2 separate regions of the Rattus norvegicus genome follow, and region 1 is linked to region 2. A link is a contact called in public Hi-C data. All regions are on one chromosome and are shown on one strand. Each heading gives the region's core, a stretch centred on a gene start, on an enhancer-like site or on the middle of the called end of the contact. The rest is flanking DNA. Distances are from core to core; before and after follow the strand shown.

The links. Hi-C and Micro-C count contacts between places; a contact is called where the count stands out from the background.
Region 1: a Hi-C map of liver shows a contact between it and region 2, with 1.7 times the contacts expected there. The contact joins the promoter of Fli1 here to the enhancer-like site in region 2. A contact is called at or near these places in 2 of 12 Hi-C or Micro-C datasets (liver and prefrontal cortex).

What each region holds. Positions count from the first base shown.
Region 1 is chr8:39,205,654-39,210,982 of GRCr8, forward strand. Fli1 (Fli-1 proto-oncogene, ETS transcription factor) reads right to left here and starts at 2,904. Exons shown (of 9, transcript NM_001017381.2): 1 at 2,588-2,904. The coding sequence starts at 2,605.
Region 2 is chr8:39,139,126-39,144,241 of GRCr8, forward strand. All of the region lies in intron 2 of Fli1 (Fli-1 proto-oncogene, ETS transcription factor), which reads right to left. Among named protein-coding and RNA genes, the nearest start is that of Fli1, 67 kb to the right of the region's middle. Within about 2 kb of position 3,651, at least 8 of the 93 cell types and tissues checked have an H3K27ac peak or open chromatin away from gene starts, as enhancers often do. A contact at or near this core is called in liver, where this site is marked.

The DNA.
Region 1 (5,329 bases), core at 1,654-4,153, 66 kb after region 2:
TAACTGTACAGAAACCCAGTCTTCCCTGGCATCCGGAACCACGTACATCCTGGGCACCGAGACCCACAGATGTTGCCAAATTTTGTGATTGAGGAAGATGCACTCAGGTGCATACGATGGCATCAGAGTTACTGGATGCTGATTGTCCCAGGCTGTTGAAACAGGCAAGCTAAATACTCTTAAGTCTGTGTCTACAGGTTACATTTGGTTTATAGCGTCCTCTGACCTTCGTCCGTGTGGGGCGGGATAGGGATTTAGTATGCAAGCAACTGGAAACACCTGTGTAAAGTAGTCCTGTGGGATCTTTATGAAGATTATGAAGGTCAAAGACGTTTTACAGCCGTAAATTCATACAGTAAGATCAGAAGTTGATTGACCTTTCTTCCAATTCAGTCTTCCAGTATCTACACCAAGCATGGAATTGAACCATCATGTAAGTGGAGTCTAGGATCCCCCAAATCAGAAGGTCGCATATAAACAGGAACCTGTGGCTTCTACATAACTAAAAGGCTAAAGGATACACTAAAGTCACAATCTTCCAGAACATCGGTGTTCAGAAGAGGGCTTGAAAAGTGATTCTGGAGATGCCCTTGGTATTAAGTCTCCCAGGTGAGAAACAAGGTGTTCCTCAGGAGGCTTTGGGGGGGTTCATGGGCTCCCATTAGTCATCCTAAAAGAGCCCTCACTCCCATCTTGGTATGAAGCAGCAACCTCCTTGTCTAAGGTTGCTCTCAATGCCTGTCATGCCCATCCCAGTGTGCACAGTGTGGGGTTAACACATCCTGGGTACGCAGACCACAGCTTCCTCCAGAGCTCAGGGCCTGTGCTCAGAGGTCTGAAGGCCGCACAGATGCTGCTTCACTCCTTCTCAGAGTGCCTCTGGAGAGTGCCACAGTGAGCCTCTGGAGCTACACTACCACCCTTCTGGATCAGAGGAGAGAGTTGCTTTCCTGGGGTGGGGGGGTGTGAGTAGAAAGTGCTCTGAATGGGGGTGTGTGAAGATTTTAGAAGGGTCATCTGGTTACTGAACCTGGGGAGGTAGGCACTTGCAAGAACACACCAACAGGAAGCAGAGAAACAGGGCCCAGTGACCTCCACTGACAGGTCTCTAGAGCACACCTCTTGGGAACCCACTCAAGTCAAGTTTGATAAACCTGTGGCTATTTGATTGAGTTAAAAACCCCATTACGATCAGTTATCTCATCTCTGTCTTCAAGTCTCTTCAGTTGGTCCCTTTTACCTAAGTCAGCATGTTTCAGAGAGCAAGGGAGAGAGAGAGAGAGAGAGAGAGAGAGAGAGAGAGAGAGAGAGAGAGAGAGAGAGAGAGAGAGAGAGAGAGTCTTAGAAAATAAAAACACTCTGACCCCACCCAGAAGATAAAATCTGTTGAATTCTCTAAAGCCAACACCTTAACCTCCTCTCAGTCAAGCCATGAGTAGGAAGTGGATTCCTCTGGGTTCTGGAGAATGGCGGCCCTGCCAGTCCCCACCTCACCAGCCTGATAGTTTTTCCAGAGCAATTCCTGCTTGATGTGTAGCCTTGAAGCTAACGTCTGGTCTCATTCATTCTCCCAACTCCTCTTAGGCTAGTCACGTTAGGGGGTGTCCCTCCTCTCTGCTCCTGGCCCTACTTCCCTCTTTCAGAGGGAGCACTCTGCCTTTCTGAAGCGTGACAGGGAACCCAGACTCACGGGTCTCCTGGGCTGCACTTTGCAACCTAGACCCAAGCTGGGCCGGCGCGGATGGGGGTTGGGGGTGGAATCGGCAAGCCCCAGGCCATGGCCTCTGAACCAGCCACCGCAGGCGGACGGCTGTGAAGGAGTTTAATTCTTACTGAGAGGACAGCTCCTGGATCCCTGGCTCTGAAGCTGGCGCAAGCACAGTGTGCGGGATCTGAGGCACAGAGGAGCCCGGAGAACCAGGAGATTCCTAGCCCGAGGAACAGCGAGGCGGGCCCGTTAGCTCCCGGCAGCCGGCGTCCGCAAATCGCCCGTCAGCAGCAGTGAGAGGGGGGAAGAGAAACCGATCGGGCTGACATGTAAACAGGGGCTTCCATCTGGACCCTCCGGCTCAGACGGACCCTCAGACACCCTCCCTTGCACCCCTCCCCTCCCGCAACTAATCCTCTAACTCGCCCCGGGGATCCGGAGACCCCAGCCGGCGGCGAACGCTACTCCTGCCCGCGCTGATCTCGGCCTCTGGCGTGAGGAAGCTGGCCGCCAGACGAGTGCCTGGCGCCGGGGCCAGGTCGTCTGGGTGCCGGGTGGGAACCGACCGGGCGATCTCCCGCCCTAGACTCTGGTCCGCGCCCGGGGTCCCAGGTTTCAGCTGCCGGGTCTCTCAGCCCCTCAGGCGGCGCAGTGGGAGCCCGTGGGACTCCACTGTGGCGCAAGGAGTGAGGGGTAGATCGCCCTGGGCGGGAAGGCTGGTCGGCCTCCTCGGAATGGGGGACTCGCTACCCGGAGGAGACCGCGCGAAGCCGGGGCGCGGAAGGAAGGGAGAGCGGCCACGTCTTCCGGGACCCCGGCGCCCAGCCCTCCCGCCTCCCCGGTCGGCCCTCGCCCCGCGCCCACTGTCCCGCTGCTTACCTTAATAGTCCCGTCCATTTGGCCAATTCTGCAGCCGAGCCCCCCAATATTCCACACATTGACCCGGTTACAGCCTGACCCCGTAGCCCCTTCAGATTAGCCCGGCGCGGCCTCTTTGGCGCCCTGGGCCCTCTCTGAGTGCCCCCTGTGAGCACCCTGCCCTCGCTCCCCTGTGCACGTTTGTTGTTGTAGCGGATCGAAAAAGAGACAGTTAACCGGATGAAACTTTTTTTCAGCTAATTTTGGGAAGTGACTTCACTTTGCGATCGGGGAGGAAGTCCTATCTCTCTCTCTCTCTCTCTCTCTCTCTCTCTCTCTCTCTCTCTCTCATCTCGCCCTCTCCTCTCTCTTCTCTGCTCTCTCTTGTCTTCCCTCCCCCACACCCCCCTCTTCCTCTCCTCGCCCTGCTTTTCGCATCACTCGCTATATAAATATACGCGAGATGCCCAGATACATTCATGCACTGCGCACACAGGATACTTGCTCCTGGGAGATAAGAGCTGGCCAGGAACAATGACGGGGTCCACGCCCAGTATCCGCTCCCTGATTCCTGAAGTCTGCAACTCCCCCATCACCTTCCCCCCCAAATCCAAAGCCAAACGCCTCTGGCTTCTTTCCTTCCCCTTGGGCCTTTGGCCGAAGGTGGCCCTTTTGACTCATTCACTTTCCGTTTCTTCCCACAGATACATTCATTAATGCTTTTTCCAGCCGGAGTCAAACTTTTTTGGGGATGGGAGGAAGAAGGCGGGAGAGTGCTAGGACAGGGGATAACCTGGCGACGTCAACTGCCAGAGGAGGTTCAGACGCAGAAGAAGGCAAACCTACCATTTTTAAAAAGGAAGAAGGGAAGGAAGGAAGGGAGGGAGGAAGGAAGGAAGGAAGGAAAAAAGGAGAGAAAGAAAAGGAAAGGAAAGGAAAGGAAAGGAAAGGAAAGGAAAGGAAAGGAAAGGAAAGAAAAAGAGAAAACCCGAAGGACTCTTCGCATCCAAGCGCTAGTCTCCGAAGCGGCTCAGAGTCCGGAGGACCTGACCTGTCAAGGGTGTGACTCACTACCTCAAGCATTGTTAGCAGAGAGGTGCCCATGCTTAGGCGCGCCCTCCGGGCTCCAGCCGGCTAAGGAGGTATACCAGCCGCAACCTAGGTCACTTATCCAAGCCTTCTTGGGTTAAATACACCTTTCTGGACCCCACGGCCCAAGCCCTTCAATACCAGCGCAGCCCCCAAGGAACTGACGAGGGGCGAGCTTGCCTTCCACACTACGCAACAGGACCCGGGAGCGCGTCAAGATGCGGCTCAGCAGAGACCCAACCTTGGATGAGAGCGGACGGTCTATGGGTCCAAGCTAGGGACTGTCACCCCCACCCAGCGGCGTGGCCCGCTTTACAGGCTCGGCTCCCTCTGCTATCCGCCCCCCCGCCCCCCCCCGCCTCCCATGCTGGACCCGGGAGCACTCTAGTTAGGGCTTCTCTGGGGTACCGGCGCTCATGGCCTGACTCCCATCTCCCAGACTTCGAAAACAGGTTACCTTTTCCACGCTCTTCAGACCACGCTGTGGACTTTCTCACTTTTATTTAAGAGTCCTCCCGGGAAAAGAGGGGAAAACTCCAGAGCAGATCCGAATAAATTGGGAAGAAAAAAAAATCAAAAGGGTGTCCACGGCGGCAAAAAAGGTGACTTATTAATTCTTTATTTCTTCAGGAGCAATTGCGCTCGCTCGCCTCCCTCCCGCCCCCCTCCCCCCATCCAAATTAGTCTCATCAATTCAGCTCCAATTTGGGGTTCGAATACAGACACGGGTCTGAACGTGACCAGACCTGGAGTGGCGGTGCAGCCTGCCAGCAATTGAGACTCGGTTTACTGTGGGGGGTGGGGGCCGGGCCGGGCCCACTCCCCCTCCTCCTGTCTGCTTCTCAATCCAGGGGTCTGCTCCGGGGCTCCCCTGGGACCGCCACATCTGGTTACCGCTAGCGGGGTCAGTCCCCCCCTTTGCCTGGGGCCACCAGTTCTGGAGTTCAATTAAAAGAAATCAGGCTTAACCCTTTCCTGCCTGCGGCCGGGCTGCCCGCCCTCTTGCTCTTCCCTTCAGCGCTTCCACATGCCTTCCAGAGAGGAAAGAGGTTAAAGGGAAAGGAAGAATGAATTACATCCTTTCAAACCCCAAATTGTTTCCTTTTCAGCCCGGACTCTACAGACATTCAAACGACACTAGCTTTCAGGAGGGTGCACCCAAGCTATACTGTGTCTCTTTCTGCCCGAAAGGAGTGTTTACTTCAACATGCAGAGGGTCTGTCTCCTTCCAGGCACTGGACAGTTACAGAGGGCACAAATAGCCAATCCACATTTAATCACTCACCCCCCCCCCCAATAACCGCCAAGTAGCAGACAATCGCCAGGTTTTCCTTTTCAACTTCTGCTGATCTGGCAAATGACAGTCATCTTCATTGCTGAGTACCATTCTCTGGAATAATTTCCTGGAATAACCCCTAATTTCACTGAGTACAACCCCTTCTCTTGAACCCCCATCTCAGCTAGGGAGTTTCATTTTGTTTTTGTTGTTGTTGTTTTTTTTTTTTTTTTTTTTTTTTGGTCACTGCCTGCAAAATGGACACTGAAGCAATTTCACAATTTTGGGGCGGGGGAGGGGGCGCTACCATAGGCACCCCCTGGGCATGGCAGGCATAGGTGTCACTGCAGTCTAATGGCATTTTACCACCAACACCTCTGTCGGTACCTGCTCCGTTC
Region 2 (5,116 bases), core at 2,401-4,900:
AATTAATTGATATAACACATCAACAAATTATTGATTATTATGCTGCCTAATTTTGATAAGAAATGAATATATTAAATATATTAAATCTTATGCGTGATAATATGGTGACTGCTTTAATATATTAATACAGCCACAAGATTATTGTTTCAGCAGAATCAACAGTCACCAAGCTGTTTTACATTTGATCTATTAAGACTTTTAAATCCAATGTGTATGTTACTTTATAGCACATGTCACTTACAGACTTCCCACATCTCCAGTGCTGAGTAACACAGGCATAGTTAGTGACCATTGCATCAGAGTGTAGGGTGACACAGGCCTGGCCCATAATTCAAGAACTCCCAAGTTGTCTTCCCTGCTCTGTTTTCTTGTTTGAATATTTGTGGCATTTACACATCCTCCTCTACGTGTTAAAACTTATTTTGTGTGTCTGTGCTCGAGCATACATACATGTGCAGATACATACATGCCATGTCATGGGTTTGGAAATCCGATTCTTTCATTCAGTCATGTTAGGCTCTGGGGGGTAGAATTCAGGTCATCAGGCATGGTGTCAGGCTGAACCATCTCATTGGCCCTTCTTTATGTTTTGTGTTATGATAACTGGACTTTCTGAAAATAATCAAATCATATGCAAGTCTTGGTGCCCACCAGAAATAGAAGTTATGACCCCTATTGATGAAGGTGGCACACATTTTGGTCACAGGATACAGAGAAATAGAGTTGAGATTGAGTTGGGAGTTGTCTCCCTGCTGCCTGGCATTTGTGGTGCCAGAAGGTTCTATGCAGGATCTTCCTCTGGGAAAGAAATGGTATCAGTGGTCTCTCTCTGCTGTAGGTCATGCTTGATGTACAATACTAACTTGTGAGGCATTATATATCCACTGGTGCAACAGTGGCTTGACTCTATGGTGGGTAACCAGCCGCTCTGTGATTGGAAGCCTACTGCATGAGAGGAGATAATGCATCTGGTGCGATAAACCTGGTCAAAAGCCTGTGGCTGGTGGGATCTTGGACCCAATGAGATCATAATGCTTCTCTTTCCCTAAATGGACATGCTGTTAAATCTCCAAAATATGTACATCCATAGACCAGTATCACTTCCAGTCTAGAACATAAAGGCTTCTTACAGAGAGTGACAGACAGTGCCGGGACTCATACCTCATTAAATGCTGAGGATAAGTGACTGCTAAGCTCCAACCCTAACTGGGAAATCTATATTACACACACCCCAAGCCTACAGAACCTTGCAGAAGAAAAGATGAAGTAATGTAAGAGCTAGGAGTGGGGAGGAGTGTCATAAAACGCTGACAGGCAGCTATAACGTGGCTATTCCAACCACAGAGACGAGGAAGCAATGGACACTGGCGGAAGACTGGACCCTTCGAAATTCCTTCACCGATAGAGAAGGTGCTCACGGGGCACTGCCCCGACGGAAAGAGATCGTAACTGTTAGTTGCTGCAGAAGGGAGTGCTGTTTCCTTCCTGGAGGAAGAGCTGGAAAAGGAAGGGACTCCGAGTGGAAGCCACAGAGGGTAATGGGTGAATAGAATCACAATACGTTGTGTATACATATGAAGCTGTAAAGACTTTAAAAACATGCAACTAACCAAGTCCTGCTAATGGTGTTACTCAGAAAATAAGAGAGGTACATTGTTCAGGATGAGTAACTTAAATGGACTGACATCTATGTATTCATTTCATATCTCTCTCTCTCTCTCTCTCTCTCTCTCTCTCTCTCTCTCTCTCTCTCTCTCTCTCTGTCCCTGTTTCTTTATGTTTGTTTCTATGCCTGTTTCTCTGTCTTTGTTCCTATTTTCTGTCTCTCTAAATCTCTGCCTGTCTGTCTATCTCTCTGTCTGTCTGTCTCTCCATATATATACATATACATATATATACATATATATTAGTGTGCATAAATATACGCATGCATTTCTATGCTGGTGGACATGCCTGTGGGGAGCAAAGGACAGCCTTGGGTATCGTTCCTCAGAAAGCATTTACCTTTTTGTGATATAGGGTCTTCAGCTTAGCTAGCAGGCTGTCCAGCAAGCCTGGGAGATCCAGCTCAGCAGCTGAGGAGATCCAGTACGCCTCCTCAGCAGCTGGGATCACAGGGGCATGCCACCATTATTTCCCATAGTTAAGTGATAAGTTAAGGCCAGGCACGGCTTTATCCCGAATAAAGGCGTCTTTCTGAAAATCCTTGAGCCCTGGCTCTTTATTGTGAGAGCTTGAAGGTATCGATTAGGTGCCGTCCATGGCTATGCCTGTCTGGTGGGCTCCAGACTCCACTAGATCTTTCCTTCAGCACAGAAGGTGAAACTCTACACCCAAAGCCAGGCAACTTACACAGGCTTCTTCTAGCTTGTGTCTGTCTGACTAACACTAGGTATGACCTGGAAAATGGGTCCGGAGGCTTTTATTTTTGGAAGGATTTTCTCAGCTTTGAAATCATATCCTGGAGGGTCCAGGAGCACCCAGGTGACAGGGATGGGGACGGCGAGCTCAGTGATACAGACATGCTTCAAAAGCATAGGGCGAACTCAGCAGAGCTCGGAAGGCCTGCCTGAGCATTGTGACCTCGGGGAATCGTGCACGTGAACATCTGTTCCTCAGATTCTCGATCTGAAGTATCTTTTGGGTACTAGCAGGAGGCCACAGGAGGAAAGTTCCATACCTGATTCACAAGAGAGTCCAGAGTCCAAACTCAAATGCACCAAACTACAGTTTTACTGTTGGGCAGTGAGCACACATGCATACAAAACAGTGAATATCATACATAGATACCTGTTACACTATGTGTAAACAAACATCCCCAAATCTGAAAGAACCTGAGACACGTGTCAAAGGTTTCAGGTAAGGGAGACTCAACCTATACCTACGGGGCACGACCTTGAAGAAACAACATGACCTTGGCCTGCTCTTCTGTACCCCATTTAGCTTTTTCCTTCACAAACACATGAGCTCTGCTCAGTGAACAAAAGCCCTGCCCAGGTTCTACTGAGGGAAGAGGCAACTTTAATAATCCACCAGGGAAAGAGAGTGACAGGGTACTGTTTTAGATCAGGGGCGTGTTGGGGGTTTTGAGGAGGTGGTGTAAGGGCAAAACCCCAAGAGAGTCATATGAATAAATGGAGAAGAAATGTTCTAGAAAGAAGGAACCTGGGGAAGATAAGCTGAGACAGTGGTGTGCTAGGGTTTCCAGGAACAGTCAGTGTCTTCTGTGGTGGCGTAGAGGAAGGCAGGAGCCAGGGAGTATCTGGGACACGTGGTGGGACTTAGCTAAGACTTTAGATTCTGACTAAGAGGCTAAAGTTTTTTAGCAAGACGGTTACTGCTGTGAAAGGATGGGTGGCTTTCACTGTTTTCTGTTGAGAGATTAGGTGTCAGGCAAGGAAGGGATAGAGTGGAGCACAGGGATGGCCTTGGCCGGCAGTAATAGCTAGATAGTAATAGCTGTATCCTGTTGATACAGGATACAACGGGACTATAAACTCTCCAATATTAGGACCTAGAGTTTTCAATAGGGAGCAGGAGAGCCTTGTGGCACAGGCAGTTTGGCATTTCTGAACTGGCCTCATCCCTGGAGGGTGCTGACAGAATGAGATCATGGGGCAGAACCATGACGCACAGGCAGAGAGGGAGGGGCAGCAAGATGCGGAAGGAACCGGAAAGCCTGGGCTAGCACCAGCTTGGCTTCTCTTGGGTTCCTTTCTATATGGTAACAGGGTGAGAATCTTGGCCTCCTGGGAGATCAGTAGGGAGCAGTGATATAAGACTGGATAAAAATATTTGATAGACTATCCCCTGAGACTGGACTTGCTGGAATCATGGCATAGCGTGATTCAGCATGGAGGTCTCAAGGCTAAGTTCCTCTGAGCTTCCCTAACCCTAGGCTCTTGGAAGGGTGGCCAAGGTCTCACTTCCTGGTTTTAATTAATGGGATAGAAGTGTGGCAGCAGGGCTGAGGGTTCTGGAAGGCAGTTAGCTCTGAGACAGCTACAAGGAGGAACTCCCTTGCAGCAGCCCCAGCAGCCCCCTCCCTCCTTCCTCCTGCCTCTCTCCGGACTAGTTTCCTCCATGACTCACTTTCACAGTTAAGCCTCCCGGAGAGTATGCCTAAGCCTCAATTCCAGCCCCAAATCCTATGGGCTTTGGCTTCCTAAACCCAGTAGACATTTTCATCTAGAGATGAGTCCACTTTTTCATCAAGACCGTCCACTTGCTCAGAGAGGACACTAAAGGACATCTCTCCTCAGGGCACCACCCCTTCCCACCTGCCTGTGGCCGCTCACTGCATTTACTTTTCAAAGGTCCGGACCCAGCAGCCCCTGGTTCCCACCTCTCAATATTTATTAAGTCCAAGCTCTTGTAACTAACCTCTGACATGTTCTTTATGCATCTTTTCTGAGTTTCTGTCATTTTACTGTAACCCTAGCCCAGAACTTTGATTTCTTATCTGGACTATTTTAGTAACTTCTTATCTTTCTGACACTCCTGTCACCAATCCCTGCAGGACAATGATTGTCACCTCATCAGCTTTGACTCATGGGTCTGATGATACTTAGTGTCCTGCCAGTACTGAGGGCCAGCCTCTGCTGATGGAATAAGCTGAATTCTTAGCCTATCATCCAAGGTCTTGTCTGGCATTTACTCACTTGCTTTTACTTTCATGCCCTTTTGCTTCAGGCTGAGTGGATTACCTGGGGATCCACTGGGAATTATCAGGTAATGAACTAGGCTACAGCTTTCTCTTTTGTGGCTCTGTGTATTGGTCACTAATACTGTTGAGCACTTGGGAGCCACAGACACTGTCCTGGGTCCTTTCTTTACGACAGCGTACTCGATAAGCATGTTAAAAAGTAGGTGTTCTGGTTCTGGCTTAGACAAGGGAAAGCTGGTACTCAGATAGATTTAGAAAATTTAGCCAAAATATAGAGGTAGTCCCTGAAGTTTGAGCTTCCTGACCATGGGATTGTTCACCTTGCTTCAGTGTGTTCCTTATCCCTGAATTCTCCTTCCCAGTTCCCTAAGCGAGGTTGTAGCTGGCCTTTCCTAAACACACACACACACACACACACACACACACACACACACACACACACACACACAC